Regions from separate parts of the Mus musculus genome. Here all the other regions are linked to region 1. A link is a contact called in public Hi-C and HiChIP or PLAC-seq data. All regions are on one chromosome and are shown on one strand. The core of a region is the stretch at or near the end of the contact, and the rest is flanking DNA. Distances in the headings are between cores, read along the strand shown.

Region 1 (5,110 bases), core at 1,380-3,879:
ACATTGAGAGGAGCCCAGGCAGGAACCTGGAGGCAGGAAATGAAGCAAAGACCACAGAGGAAAACTTATAACTGGCTAGTTGTCATGGCTTGCTCAGTTTCTCTTATTCAACTAGGGAACATCTGAGTGGTCTAGATGCCCCTCATGCCAACCATTAATCAAGAAAGTGCACTCCCACAGACTTGCCAATAGGCCAATCTGATAGAGGCGATTCCTCAATTGCGTTTCCCGTTCCCTGATGACTTAGGCTTATGTCGAGTTGACAAAACAAACAAACAAAAAACAAAACAACCCCCCAAACAAACAAACAAACCCTAAGTAGTACAGTTGTTTCCAAAAATAAATGCCATAATTTCTCCAGGGTTAATACTGGGAGAACCAGGGGCCATGGCAAACTTCCCCCTTGGCAGGAGCCAAAAATGGTCTTCATTTTCGGCACCAGCTTAGCAGTTCTGAGCTGCATGTCATAATACATAGTTTTCCAAATTTCTTCCCCCAAAACCCTCACTCTGTGGTTCATCATTCTCGTCTTAGCACTGGGAGTAAATTTTCAAATAGCTGACTGGTTTATGACAGGCACAATTGCCGGATGGACATCTAGTTATATGACTTGGGATATTCAATTTTGTTTTATGTGCTTCAATAAAATTTTATCCCTTTATTGACACAAGTCTCACATAATTCTTTTTGCTAGCGATTTACGGCTCTTACGGCCATTTTATATAGATATATTTTCCTTTTGTTTTGTAAGTTGTTAATGCTGGTCTATAGAAAAGTTTATTGATATGTATAGCTATTTTTTAAATGTAGCTCTGCACTCCTTTCCTGTACATTATAATAAGAATGGGAAATTTTATTTCTAAATATTCATTCAAAACACAAGAACAATCAAAGCCACTTTCTTATACTAATAAGACAATGGAAACATTTATTTGTCATTTTGCAACATTTTCGAGAGTGTGTGACCAATCTATTTAATATCATTCCTCATCATAAATGTAATACATAGTTCAATCTACAGAAGACAATTTTAAAAGGTTCATTGTATTAAGAAGAAGCATAATACTTGGGAATATCTAGAGTTTATAATTATATGTGAACATACACACACCCTTGAATACAATGTGCCAAAAACACAGAGGTGTGTGTATGTGTGTGTCTGTCTGCAGTGTCAGGATTTGATGAACAATAAAATCACAAAGTTTGGCAGATTTACTAACAACAATGTGTCACAAAACCCTCCTGCCTTGGTGGCTTGGGTGAGGAATGCAGACTTTTCCATCCTAACCTTAATTATTAATACAAACTCTCACATCAAATAGTATATAGCACATAGCAAATCAATCAATTTGTGCATTCGTGTGTGTGTGTGTGTGTGTGTGTGTGTGTGTGTTGTGGTATGTGGTTTGTGTATGTAAGTGTATGGCATGGTGTGGTGTGTATGTGCTGTGTGTGTATGCATGTGTATGGACGTGTGTGTGTGTGTGGTATGTGTGCATCTATGTGTGTATGTGTGTTACAGAATGAATACAAGTTAAGCCAGGTGCGGCAGAGCTCAGTCTACAAAAGTGGGTTGAGAAAGAGTCCATGAAGAAAAAGGCCAAGGCCAAGCTGGGACTGAGCTGCCAGTGAAAACTGCTGGCGTCCAGGTTTAGGAGAAAAGCAGCAGATTCGAGAGTGAACAAAACTGAGCCAGGCTGAGAAAAACCACACCCGGATCAGGAGCTGTTTCGGAAAATATTTTTAAAAAACGACCCTTTCGATAAAATCTTGCTAGTGTATGCAATGGTGTCAGCGTTTGGATGCTGATTATGGGGTGGATCCCTGGATATGGCAGTCTCTACATGGTCCATCCTTTCATCTCAGCTCCAAACTTTGTCTCTGTAACTCCTTCCATGGGTGTTTTGTTCCCAATTCTAAGGAGGGGCATAGTGTCCACACTTCAGTCTTCATTCTTCTTGAGTTTCATGTGTTTAGCAAATTGATTCTTATATCTTGGGTATACTAGGTTTGGGGCTAATATCCACTTATCAGTGAGTACATATTGTGTGAGTTCCTTTGTGAATGTGTTACCTCACTCAGGATGATGCCCTCCAGGTCCATCCATTTGGCTAGGAATTTCATAAATTCATTCTTTTTAATAGCTAAAGGGATCTGCAACCCTATAGGTGGAACAACATTATGAACTAACCAGTACCCCGGAGCTCTTGACTCTAGCTGCGTATGTATCAAAAGATGGCCTAGTCGGCCATCACTGGAAAGAGAGGCCCATTGGACATGCAAACTTTATATGCCCCAGTACAGGGGAACACCAGGGCCAAAAAGGGGGAGTGGGTGGGTAGGGGAGTGGGGATGGGTGGGTATGGGGGACTTTTGGTATAGCATTGGAAATGTGAATGAGCTAAATACCTAATAAAAAATGGAAAAAAAAAAAAAACCGACCCAGCACGTTCCCGCACTTGTGCCTCTGCCCTGGCAGCCAAACAGGCCATGAACTGTCGGGGCAGTGGCCACCTGTTTTTATCTCGTGGAGACTGACTCAGAACTCCACAATCTCTCCACCCAGCTCTCTAGGTTCCCACTGGAGGTTGCTACCATGCTAACCCTGTTTCAAATCCCCCACGGCCTTTGTGGTACACATCTGGCAAACCCATGCTTGGATGCTGTACCTTTCTCTCTTGACCCCAGATGAGCTGCCACGTGAAGGAAAACGCAACACAAACTCAGCTCAGAAACGATGGTAACTCAATCTCTGGGCACGACAACTAAAACCTAATTTTGTAAACCTTATTAAAATCTGATTCTTCTAGGGGCGAATCTTTGCGGATCTGCCATGTTACTGGGAAACTCTAGCAGCTACATCTTACCTCTCTGCTGTCCCATCCCAAAAAGGACCTAACTCTCCCCTGCTTCCTCTCTTCCTTTGTCCAACCTCGAAGTCCCGCCTACTCACCCAGTGATTGGCTCCTTTGTTCATTAAGGGATTGGTTCACAAGAAGCCACCTGAGTACTTAGCCCAGAGCCAACCACAACAAGGAGCCAGAAACAGTGGTCAGAGACAGATTCAGACAGGTGAGCCAATGGTCCGACGTGCGCTGAGTAGGCCAGATCACTGGTGGAAAATGGATTCAAGCTGGGGAGTCCCGGGTTCTTCACAAACACACACACACACACACACACACACACACACACACTCTCTCTCTCTCTCTCTCTCTCTCTCTCACACACACACACACACACACACACACACACACACACACACACACACACACACACGTTAGGCGAGAGGTTGCTATAGGCAAGGGCATTATACCCTTTCCTCAATCTGGTATGACCTATAAGCTCTTAAATCTAGCCTCCCCAGTATGATTTTTTCATTTTTCTCAAGTGCCTTCCAGAAGCTCTCATCCTATCACCTGGTGTGTACATCAAACAATGGACAGGCAGAGAGCTGATAATCACAGGGCCTTCAGCTCAGCTTGGTCCCCAAGGCATCTTTGAATTTCTGACCCTGTCTCTGCTCTTCATTTCTGTGGCCTTCACAGTCCTATGCCTCACTTCAGCAGCTCGATTTGACCCTGAGACTTGGCTCAAAGTATGAGCCTCAGGCTCTGGCTGGACTCTGTATCAGTGACCCTGGCAAGGTGCATGTTTTATTCCTGGGGGAATTCGTCTACCATCCTGAATCTGTCTCTTGGGCCTCTTTGGAGGGTTGTTGTTGTTGTTGTTGTTTATTTGTTTCTGAGATGCGGTTTCCTATATCCCAGACTGGTTTCTAAAGTTACGTAGCAGATGATGACCTTGAAGTTCTGATCTTATTGCCTCCACTTCGAAAACTCCTCTCCTTGATCTCTATGCAGCCTCCTTTACCTTTTGTGGCATTTCATAACCTACAGGCACTCACACTCACACCACACAGACACACACCACACACATACACACACATACCCCACAGACACATATGACACACACACATATACACACATACAAGTATTTACTGGGTGTTGTATAATGTGTGATTGAGAGCTAATATTAGTAGTCAACTTGTCAGCTTGTTTTTTCTTTGAGAGAGGGAGAGGGAGAGGGAGAGGGAGAGGGAGAGGGAGAGGGAGAGGGAGAGGGAGAGGGAGAGGGAGAGGGAGAGCACCAGCATTTGTCTTGGCTAGTTATCAAGAAAGTTGGGACTCTAAGGCAAATTGCTGCCAAAGAAACTGCTGTGCCTTGTGAATTTATTGCTAGTCAATAAATTCTGACACTGTGGAAAGACACAGGGTATTTGTCTATGTTTCTGACACAGTAAGCTCGTGACAGTGATAAACTTACCTAGTAGCAAAATCTTAGGGACAATCTGAGCCTGACTCCTGAGGTAGGAGTCCTCGGAGTGGCTCACATCTGTGCCCAGCCCCACTCCCTGGGCACATCTGTGCACTCTACAAGGAAACTGGGCAAGAGATATCTATACACTTCAGAGGACCGCCAGCAGAGAACTATGGGGGGGGGGTTTAGGACCATGATGGACTAGCAGGAGTCAGCAGCTGGGACCCAGAGGTAGAGCAGTCAGAGGCAGAGCTTCAGTCCTTTAAAGTCCACTACTGTCTTTCGGAAGGCACTGTGAGGTATAGGATGTGCTTTGTTGTCTCTGAGGGCATTTGGGCCAACAGTAAGAGAAGTAGAAGTCCTGAGTGAAACCTGAAATGGTTCGTTTTCACTGTCAACCTGAGAGGGTCTGGAATCCCCTGGGAAGAAGATCCTTTGAGAGATTAGCTAGAGTATGTGGGAATCACCTTGACTAGTGAGGTGGTCTGCCCACTCTGGGTGGCACTGTCCTCTGAGCCAGAGGTCCTAGATTATATAAGAATGAGAGTCATGATCGAGCACCAAAAGTCAAACTTTTCAAGTCAGAATTCTTCTTCTTTCATTTGACACCCTGTGGATGTTCAAAGCTATTTTGGGAATAACCTAAGCGTTTGCAAATCTTACCAACAAAAGTAAAGCTGGATCCGAGGAGTGTCTCGGATCAGAACTTCTGATGGCTGAGGAAGAACTTCTCATTCTAACCCAGCTCTGTTAGCTGACCATCGGTCTCCTGGGCTTTAAAGCAATAAGATTG
Region 2 (5,110 bases), core at 986-3,485, 600 kb before region 1:
GTCGGTCACAGCCTGGTCACACAGGCAGTGACCCAGGTGACAGAGCTTAGTAACTTTTAGTGCTTCATGTCCAGCTTTTCCTGGCCAGGAACCTCACTTCACTTTGTGATCCCTTTGCATTCAGAATTGCCCAGGACTTCCCTACAGCCATTTCTGAGACAGTCCTCAAGCCAGATGTTCTACAATCTCCTCTAAGATGAGCCTCTGCCCACCCTACACTGGGATTGTATGTGTCAACCTTAATGTGTACCCAGATCTGACCATGGTCTGCCGGGCTGCCCGAGAAACCCAGCATCGGTGCCCTGTTCCTAGATTTGATGTGAACCTTCTGAGGCCTTAGGCAGGTGACTTGATTTCATTGAAACATTTATTCTCACTGGGAAAAATTCTTAAAGTATATTAGGATTTTCTGGTGCAAATGTCACATAAATACCAAAAGCATGTTTTCTCCTGCCCTAAAGGTCTTCTTTCCCCAACATGATAAGCTTTTAAAGGTGATATAAAAAATATTGAAATCAAAATAAACTGGGGGAAAAAGGAGCTACCTAATGGCATTAAATTGAAATAACTTCAACTGAGAGAACCCCCATATCCTCTGTTGATATGGGGGTGTCCTCAGAATTAGCTAAGATGGTAAGCTCAGAGGGCGTGGCACCTGAGAGTTCTCTCACTTCTGGTGCCAAGCTTGGGGTCTACCCTCAATTTATTAGTCAGCTGGACCGTCAGATACCCACCCAAAGCTGTTACCCTCAGCCATAAAGACACAGCCAGCCAGAGGAGAGGAGCTGCATTGGGCAGAGACTGGAAGGCTCTGAAGCAAATGTTTACCATACTCAGTCCACATCTTTCTGTCGCTGATGCGCTGTGTGACACTGTGTACTGTCTGACAGTACACAGGACTATTATCAGACAGGAAAACTCACCTAAACCTTGGTGTTCAGAGGTTTTATCAGGACCCCATTTTACAGGCTTGATCGAATGTGGATCTGGTCCATTTCAGCATCCAGGATGACCCAGATGTGATGCTAAAGCCCCCACCGTAAATCACTTGGTCGGTCTTTCTCACCGGGAAGCTCCCACTTTGCACTGTGGTGGGTCTGGGCACTGCCTCTAAATGAAGACAGAAGCTAAGGGCAAGGGCCAGGCCTCTCTCTGAACAACATCAACTTCCTAACTGCACAGGCTCCTTTCCTAATTGACACGGTTGGTGGTCCTCCAGGAGAGTGCTCACTGAGAAGCATCAGAGACCTCTGGGAGCTGGCAATTTGCCAGAGGGTGCTGGTCTTCAAATTCAGGTGCCTTGGTCTTCATTCTCCTTATTTCCAGACGTGTCCCTAGGATGCGTCCAGCTACGTCTGATAAAGTCCCCGGTGCTGTGGTGCTCAGCTCACAGACACTAGAATGTTCCCCAGCCAAAGGTTCTGGAGCCCCTTATTCTGGGCCTAAAGACAGCTGACATCTCTGGAAGTCAATTATCTGCCATCGTCCAGATGTGTGAACACCTGCCTTGGAGGTTTGGGGAACACCAGTGTATCGGAGTCAGAGACTATGTTGCTCAATTTGAAACTGAACAGGAAAGCCTGGACTTTGTACACACAGCAAAGGGGGAGGCTGGGGACAAAGGACGCCTGACAACCTGGGAGGCCGAGTTAATAGTGAGCAGTCAAAGAAGAGTATAGAGTACAGAGGTTCGTTACAAAGTATCAGGGATTTGTTACAAAATGTGACCGAGGGAAAGGATGTGGATGTAGCCGAGTCCTTAGAGGGCTTGCTTAGAATGCACAAAGCCCTGGGGTTGATACCCAGCACTAAGTAAAGCTGAAATGGTGACACAGTCTTGTAATCCTAGCACTTGGGAGATGGAGGCTGGAGTATCAGGACTCTACTCACGAGGTGGAGTTCTGGAGAAAAATGAGGCAGAGTGAGGCAGGAGGAGGGGACTTGTTAGCTTAGAGTCTAGACATTGAAGGAGAGACTTGTGCGTGGTGGTGGGGGGGGGGGCAGGGAGAGGGAGGGAGGGAGGGAGAGAGAGAGAGAGCCTGATCATGTGATTTTTGGAAAGTGTGAACGCAGGTCTCCAGACCAGAGTGTTTGGTATATAGAGCCAACAAAGATAACAACGTGGCCAGAGGTGATGATGAGGGTCTCTACACAGGTCCTCAGGGGGAGGAGTGACTAGTTAGTTCATGAGACTGAGACAGGAACAACAAAAGCCCGCAAGCACTCACGTATGCATGCACACCCACTCGCTTTATTTTAATTTTCAACCTTGAAAGTCTGTTCTGCCTCCTATCCCTGTGTTGACAGAAGTAACTGCTCAGGCGCAGCTGAAAGACTAAAACGATTCAATTCGTAGTAGGAAGGTTTATGCAGTGACCAAGGGAAGCAATGAAGGCGGAAGGTGGCGTGCGGTTGGCCAGTAGCACCAGCGCGGGGGAAGATGGAAGATGCTATGCGCGCGCCTCTCCTTGTGCTGCTTCCCGGGAGGCCGCTTCGGTTAAGCTGTGGGGTTTTAAGGAGCTGAGTGCGTGTTTCTTTTGGATCTGCTTAGACCAGCCCCAAGGTGGCCCCACTCTCCTCAGGTTTCCTTCCTGTTAAGTGTCCTTGCCGTGATTGATGAAGTAGCCATTGGATAGCCTTTTCTAGGTTACTCGGAATATTTTCTTTTCCTTGAAGAATTTTTCAAAATGCCCTGGTTTCCTTTTTTAATTAGAATATTTATGTAACAGGTAACTTCAGCTGGAGTCTCGGATTTGCTGTTGACAGCTGAGAGACCTCAGGCACATAACCAGATCTTTCTAAACACTGGTGTTCTTATCCATAAATGGAGATCATTTTGAGACGTTTGCATTTTTTTTGAGACTAAATGATATTGTACATGTGAAAAATAATACAAATGAGAGTCATTATTTTAATGGAGTTAAAACAATTACCCATTAGGACAATAACATGCTGACTAAGTACACGTAGAAGAGATTTAGGAAGCTATATTTTTAATCACACTTATTTATTTTGTGTGTGTGCCATGCTGTAAGTTAGAGGCCACCCCTTGGGAGCTGGTAGGGGTCGAACCTGGTCAGGCTTAGTGGCAATAGTCTTTACCAGCTGAGCCATCTCGCCAGCCTTAGGAAGCATTAAAATGAATAATTCAGTACAATATCACATTAGTTGGGCACAGATGTGAGTAGTAGTTCCTTTTTTAAATTATTTATTTATTTGTGTATGTATGAGAGAAATAGAGAGAGGTACAGAAAAAGAGAGAAGAGAGACAGAGAAAGAGACAGAGAGAGAGACAGACAGACAGAGAGAGAGAGAGACAGACAGAGAAAGAGAGACACAGAGAGAGACAGAGACAGAGACAGAGAGTGTATGAGCTCATCATAGTATGGGAGGCCAGAGGAGGGTATTGGATCACAGTTCTTAGTAGGACTCTCAGCTTGTTATGTGGGGTCTAAACACTGGTCCTCAAGGTGGCTCAGCAAGCACTTTCTTTGGTTTTTAATAATTTCTCTTGCTTATGAGATTATAATACAATTGCTCTCCCCTTTCTCTCCTCTGAAACCCTGTCATCTACTGCTTCTTGCTTCTTTTCAAATACATGTCCTCTTTATTCACTAACTGTCAGTCATCAGCCTTAACCCCCGAACTCTTAGCCTATCTACCCCTGGTAGGTCCTAATTGGAAAAGACAACATGTGAACCTTAGAGTGAAGTATATTTGATCAAATACTATTTTCCTTCCTTCCTTATTTCAGAGGTTTTGAGAAGAATTTTCTCTTATTAATAATCACAATGATCTTCCTCAATTATAACAGTCACAATCGCCTAGTGTTTATTAAAGGTATAGCTCAAAAATATATACCAGCAAGGCACATACACCCAGAAAAGGCTTCCTATTATACAGAGAAGTTTTAGGTAATAACATATAAAGCAAGAACAATAATGATGGCCACAGTGTTGGCTTTGTTGTATAAAGGGGAATCGGTTTCTTTAAAATACAGCATATTGTTTTTTTTGCTGCTTAAAGTCCCTTGCATTTAATAATAGTTCAGTGTCTAAGCTGATTCACTCTAACCAGCTTTGCTTCACAATAATGCTGGCAACATTTTATAGGCTCTGAGAGACACATGATGGATAGTTTAACTCTCTTCAAAATGAAAGGGGAAAAAGTTTAACACTTTAAGAGTTATCCTCAAATTCATCCTGGTACCAGAAAATCCTTAAAAGCTGGATTTTCTTATCTCAGCCCTTACTGAGGCCTGCCACAACCAATCACATCTGTCATTTTGTATCCTTATCTTAACAGACAGCTGATGGGAAAGGGCACTTGGGATCAAAGAACCATTTATGCTTCATTCCTAGTGCCTCCCCTCAGTTCCCAGGAGGACTTACGAGCCCCATCCCCTAACTACTGCTTCTGAACATGTGGGATCCAGGTTGGAGCTGCAGGCCGAAAGCAGGCTCCAGAGCCCTGGAGCTGATCTGGGCTCACCTAACCCTGTCAGACTCCGTGTTGCTAAGCTAGTTCTCAGCTGTTCAGCCTACAACTTGCACCTGCAGGTTTGTGGGGTCCCTGGTGATCTCATCTCTTGCTTACAGCCCATACACATTCATTTATGTCTTCTGTTTAACCTATCTGAGGCTCACGTAGATTCATGCTGTGGGTGCGCCTGTTCCTCTCCAGCATGTTAAACGCCTGTCTTTTATACCCAGCTCACCAATCAACAGCTTCTCTAGGAAGCTCTTCCCAGGGGATCCACCAGTTCTTTACAAAGCACGGACTGTGTCTGTTGAGGAGGGCTTTCCTCCTTCCTAAGGAGGCAGAGTCTCAGGGTTTGAAGGGTTGGGTGATGTCACAGTCTGGTTCTGTGGCACAGCTGGCTTCTGTGACACTGTATGCTACCATGCCTCCACGTTCAGGGGTAGTCTGAAGACCAGCATCCCTGACAACCACTGGGAGCTTGGTGTAAATGCAAACTGACTCTCCCCACCCCAGATCTCCTGAGTCATCAGACTCTGGGCTCAGCAAGTTCCCCAGGTGAAACCAAGGTGTAAGGCGATACCTGCTCACTCTAGAGACAGATGGTTTTAGTGAACCACATTTTGGAGCC
Region 3 (5,110 bases), core at 1,303-3,802, 520 kb before region 1:
CATATAGGAACTCATGGAAATGACACACACCCTTGCCACTTCTGATTTATTCAATGTGTAGTAGTGGGATTACCGGAAAGTCCTTCAGTGATATGAGATTAGCTCTCTCTCTCTCTCTCTCTCTCTCTCTCTCTCTCTCTCTCTCTCTCTCCATACACACACACCCCATTGATTCGTTGAAACTAGCAGCCAAGTTTATGGTTCTAATGACAAGGAAAGAAAACCCAGAGCCAGCTCTCCTCTGTTCAGCTTTCTGTTTAATATTCAATAAGGTGCACAGTTTGTTGAGAAAATAAGGGTGGTGTTTTGCCATCCCCTTACGGATTTCAGTCAACACACGGAGGTGTTGGGAATGATCTGCTAAGCCCATTTCCCTGCCTTGAACCATCTGGTTCAAATTCTGTCTACCTGCTTGGGGTGCAGCAGCTTTGTCTGCCTGTACAGACAGGGAAGTCACAACTCATTAACAGTTTAGGGTAAATCCCTGTGGAAATGTGCAACTTTACTATTGTGGTAGGTCTCCCCTAGGGAGCAAATTAGATAGGGCTTTTATGTAAACCAAAGAAATGTTAGGTATATTGGGAGATCTGAAGAGGATCTGGAGGTGGGGGGAATAGAACTAATGTATTATTTTAAATGGGAACAAACTTGTGTGTCATAATCTGACTGGTCGCTGAGTTCGGCGGGAAGTGGCCAAGTGACACTGAAATACATTGAAATAGGGACACATGCATAGTAACAGAAACAGAAGCAGGTTGTATCTCAGTCTCCTACAGGAGTCAGAATCCAGATGGAGACCAGCTATGACATCTACAGATTCACCTTGATGTCTCCATGTTGGAGGCTAGAAAGCATCTTCTGGGGCTGGAGAGATGGCTCAGTGGTTAAGAGCACTGACTGCTCTTCCAGGCCCTGAGTTCAATTCCCAGCAACCACATGGTGACTTACAACCATCTGTAATGGGGTCCGATGCCTTCTCTGGTGTGTCTGAAGATATAAATGAAATAACATAAGTCTTTTAAAAAATGAGAAAGCTTCATCTGTTTTAGTGTCCTGAATACAATCATGCCTGAATCACAAGGTTTCAGCCAGAGAGTTAAGTCACAGCTTACTAGTGGTTTCTGGGAAATGCTTCTCTTCTGGTAAATTGGAAGAGTTATTGTCAGACTCACTTCCTTCTTGACTCAAGGAGAAAGATTTTGTGTAGATGGGATGTCCTTTGACTGTCAAGGGCAAGGTTATAAAAACTGCAGACACCAGGCCCAGAACTGAAGTCAGTGCTGTCTTGTTCTAGATTTCTTCTTTGTTAATTTAGCCACGGTCCTGATTACTGGTGGCCAAGAGAAGTGCTGACAGTCCCTGCCGATTCGGGCTCTTAATTGACAGATTCAATCAACCATGGATCTGAAATAAGCAGCAGAAAATGAGAGGCTAGGTTTGATGTGCACAAGCTTTTTTTCTTGACACTATGCCCCAAACAGAATAATATAATAACTATTGACGTTGCACTTAGACCTATATCAGGCATTATAAGTCACCTGGAGGTGAAAATACTCCAGATGTAAGTAGATTATATGCAATGTATGTATGTATATACACAGGTTATATTCAATGACTATACCACTCTGCACAAGGGACCTGAACACCTGCAGCTTTTGGAACCAGCTCCTCATGGACACCATTGGAATGCTGTACTCAGGCGGGCCTTGAGAGGGACCTGGGGTCTCATAGCCTTGTGAACTCTGCTTCTGTAATCATAGCATCTGGGTTCTCCATGGGTTGGGTTCTCCATGAAGGTCTGGAAGATGCTGTTGTGTCTTAGCACATGCGGCTTGGTGTGGTATTCACTGAGTGAACAAACCAAAGATTCAAGAAGGATGAAAGATTCCTTAGTGCTTCCACCAGGGAAGTGGTCCATCAAGAATGTCCCCTTTCAGCAATTCCATGCTATAACAGCAAAGGAAAAGCTGACGTTTCCTTTTTTGAGGCTGTGACGCACCTCTCACAGATCCATTCTTTGTTGTTGTTGTTGTTTGTTTTTTGTTTTTTCAAGACAAGGTTTCTCTGTATAGCCCTGGCTGCCCTGGAACTCACTCTGTAGACTAGGCTGGCCTCGAACTCAGAAATCTGCCTGCCTCTGCCTCCCAAATGCTGGAATTAAAGGCGTGGGCCAACACTGCCCGGCTCATGGTCCTGTTCTTACACACATTTCTTCGGCTACTTCTCTCTTCCTGCTTCTTGAGTTTTGGTGAACCAGTTGATTTGTTTATTTATCACTATTGTCGGCTGACCAAGGATGCCAACTCATGCCCCACCAGCTCCTCCCACCTGTCCGTTTTCCCTGAGAACTCTGCCTCAGCAGCAGAAGTCTCACTTTTACACAATACTAGCCTAAAGGTCTGACGTAAGCTAAAGAGGGCATATGCAAATTTAGAGTGTCTGACATTTCACCTGTGAAAGAGAATCTCCCGGTGACAAGGAAGAGAGGATCCCTGAGAGCGGACGGAGGCCATTGCTCTATTTCCTGATTCAAAACTGGAGAGGAGAGCACAAAGGAAAAGCCTACAGAACATCTGTTCTTTTCCTGTTCTTTTGTTTGGGGGGAGGCCAGAGAAGGGGAAGAATCAGGGAGGGAGGGAAAAAGGAAGGGGGAGAGGGAGGGGGGGAGGGAGAGGTATTTTTCCATTGACCCAGTAAACAAAATAGAAAATGAGGCCGCAAAAACCTGACCACTCATTTTGGAGTTTCCCTAAGAGGTGTCTTGCTCAAGGACAAAGAGTCTCTCCTAGGAGGCGTTTCCCCTTTGCCCTGGAAACGGTCCAAAGGCAGAGCCAAGTCTAGCAGGTCAAAGGTCTGCTATCTACAAGACTTCCTTGGGGTTTTGGACTCTTGGCAGAAAGCAGCAGATTTCCTCTTTGGTGGGAAGTCCTCCAGCAGTGAGCAGGTTGGGGGAGGGAGGGACGGCAAGGGACAGCCCTTCCCACCACTCCAATTCAGCATTTAAATTGGAAAGGACTGCTGTCTCTGGGTTCCTGGGAAGGTACAGTGTGCTGCCTTCCTTTGGCCCTGACCGGTGTGCCCAGTGGGTGCTGAAGGCAACTGGGGAAGAATGGAAGAGCCTAGGAGTGAAATGGCCAGGAAAATGTGGGCAAAGGGCATCTTGGTGTTTCCTAAGGCCGTAGACAAGTTCTCTTTCTGTAGTGATGGGGCTGCATACACTGCTCAGTGGTTACTTACCGCGGATGCACCGCCCCTCTCTAACGGGTTCGTGCTTCCAGAGATCGTGATAGTGTTCACTCGTGCTCTGGAAATGACTGGTAGAGCCGCACCTGCATTTCCAAGAGCCTCACGAATTACCCGCTTCATTCATATAGAAAGCTGCTTACTTCTTCCTCTCTCCCTCTCCCTCTCCCTCTCCCTCTCCTCTCCCTCTCCCTCTCTCCCCCTCCCCCTCCCTCCCTCCCTCCCTCCCCCTCTCTCTCTCTTTCTTTCTTTCCTCCAGAGGGGTCCATTTGCTTGGGAGACCCTCCAGAGGGTAGAGGGAGAGACTTGCCCCTCCCTGTTCATTAGGCAAAGAAGGAAAGCAGGTGTTTGAAGAAAAACAAATGAAGAGTGGGGTGCAGAGCAATGTGAAACAACATGGCGGTCTGATGAGCTTTCCAGAAGCCAACGTGATGCCGGAACGTGATGCAAGAAAGGAAAGGGCAATCCGTGGAAGGCTGATAAGCTGAACTAAGGAATGTGAGTTCGCTCCTTGAAGCAGGAGCATCAGGGAGCATACAGGAAGGTGTTTAAGTTAGGAAGCCGCCTGACCTAATTTGAAAGGCTGCTCTGGGCTGGTGAGATGGCTCAGCGGCTAAGAGCACTGACTGCTCTTCTGAAGGTCCTGAGTTCAAATCCCAGCAACCACATGGTGGCTCACAACTACCCGTAATGAGATCTGACTCCCTCTTCTGGTGTGTCTGAAGTCAGCTACAGTGAACTTATGTATAATAATAAATAAATCTTAAAGAAAAAAAAAGTTGAAAGGCTGCTCTGGTGTCTAGTTGGGGGGGGGGGGGGCGTCGCTGAAGCAAACGGACAGAAGCCTGAGTGAAGGAGAGGGGAGATACGGACTCAAGAATCGGATGAGACTTGGCCATATGTATTTCCACAGGGACAGGGGGAGGGGAAAAGAAATTTATGCTAATCAGCTCTTAGCTTGACACAACTAGTGACACCCACTGGAAAGAGGCAATCTCAACTGAACACTGGTCTCCATTGGATTGCATTTCCTTGTTTGTTAACTGGTGTAGAAGACCCACTGTAGGTGGTTCCATTCTTAGGCAGGTGGGCTTAGGCTATATAAAATAGGTAGTTGAACAGCAGCCTGTGGGTAAGCAAGCCAGTAAGCAGCTTTACCCTCCCTCATATCTGCCTTCATGTTGCTTCCTTGAGTCCCTGCCTGTACTTCTCTCAACACTGTCCTACCGTGGGGTAGAAGGGCAAAATGAAATAAACGTTCTTTCCCCCAGTTGCTTTTGGATACGGTGTTTATCACAACGTTAGAAATCAAACTAAACCAGGGGTTAAATTTGGGGAGTAGTATATGATTTTCAAGTTGATTGTTGAATGGACTTAAAGAACAAATAATGATTTGTAAATGATTCAGGAAGTTGAACGGGCTGAAGAGCAGGCTGGCTTGTGGCGACAATGGCTGCCTAGAGGTGGAGACGGTCTTTTCTTTGTCTTTTGAGTTTATTTTTTTCCTGGCTACTGGAGGAGCCTGGGAGGAGACAGAAGGCAACCTTGCCCTTTTGTTGGGTCTGGTAAAGTAATTTCAGGGGGAAACCCCTTGCCGAGCTTGGGGATCAGGGGGAGACAAGGGGAGGTTAGCGAGGCCTTCCAGCTGTCTTTCATAAAATACTCAGCCTGTCCCAGGGCTGTACTTGGGTGTTTCATTTTCCGAGACCCAACAGACTCCGGTCGAAAGTCGGAAACTCATATCAGGATCTGTTTGTTTGATTTCCTTCCCTCCCTCCCACCCAACTCCGACTCTAACTTTTGAGATAGGATCTCTCTATGTAGTTCCGGCTGGCCTTGAGTGCGAGGTTCTCCCTCCTTAGCTTCC

Evidence for each region. Hi-C and Micro-C count contacts between places; a contact is called where the count stands out from the background. HiChIP or PLAC-seq counts read pairs in DNA pulled down with a chosen protein or histone mark.
Region 2: a Hi-C map of embryonic stem cells shows a contact between it and region 1. The contact joins two enhancer-like sites. A contact is called at or near these places in 2 of 39 promoter capture datasets (cranial neural crest and embryonic stem cells), 1 of 15 datasets of contacts at CTCF or cohesin (embryonic stem cells), 12 of 484 Hi-C or Micro-C datasets (the N1E-115 cell line, bone marrow-derived macrophages, embryonic stem cells and 3 more), 16 of 115 datasets of contacts at active chromatin or transcription factors (craniofacial prominence, embryonic basal ganglia, embryonic forebrain and 7 more) and 2 of 9 other capture datasets (embryonic stem cells and liver).
Region 3: a contact with region 1 is called in an H3K27ac HiChIP or PLAC-seq map of differentiating embryonic stem cells, with 6 times the contacts expected there. The contact joins two enhancer-like sites. A contact is called at or near these places in 3 of 39 promoter capture datasets (cranial neural crest, maxillary cranial neural crest and second pharyngeal arch cranial neural crest), 1 of 484 Hi-C or Micro-C datasets (bone marrow-derived macrophages), 6 of 115 datasets of contacts at active chromatin or transcription factors (differentiating embryonic stem cells, embryonic basal ganglia, embryonic forebrain and 3 more) and 1 of 9 other capture datasets (embryonic stem cells).

Annotation. Positions count from the first base shown.
Region 1 is chr13:97,817,637-97,822,746 of GRCm38.p6, forward strand. All of the region lies in intron 1 of Gm41031 (a long non-coding RNA gene), which reads right to left. Among named protein-coding and RNA genes, the nearest start is that of Gm41031, 5.9 kb to the right of the region's middle. Within about 2 kb of position 2,630, at least 10 of the 459 cell types and tissues checked have an H3K27ac peak or open chromatin away from gene starts, as enhancers often do. A contact at or near this core is called in differentiating embryonic stem cells and embryonic stem cells, where this site is marked.
Region 2 is chr13:97,222,891-97,228,000 of GRCm38.p6, forward strand. No RefSeq gene overlaps it. Among named protein-coding and RNA genes, the nearest start is that of Enc1, 16 kb to the right of the region's middle. Within about 2 kb of position 2,236, at least 20 of the 459 cell types and tissues checked have an H3K27ac peak or open chromatin away from gene starts, as enhancers often do. A contact at or near this core is called in embryonic stem cells, where this site is marked.
Region 3 is chr13:97,292,754-97,297,863 of GRCm38.p6, forward strand. Gm33390 (a long non-coding RNA gene) reads right to left here. Exons shown (of 3, transcript XR_382781.1): 2 at 1,173-1,404; 3 at 961-987. Among named protein-coding and RNA genes, the nearest start is that of Gm33390, 3.8 kb to the right of the region's middle. Within about 2 kb of position 2,553, at least 46 of the 459 cell types and tissues checked have an H3K27ac peak or open chromatin away from gene starts, as enhancers often do. A contact at or near this core is called in differentiating embryonic stem cells, where this site is marked.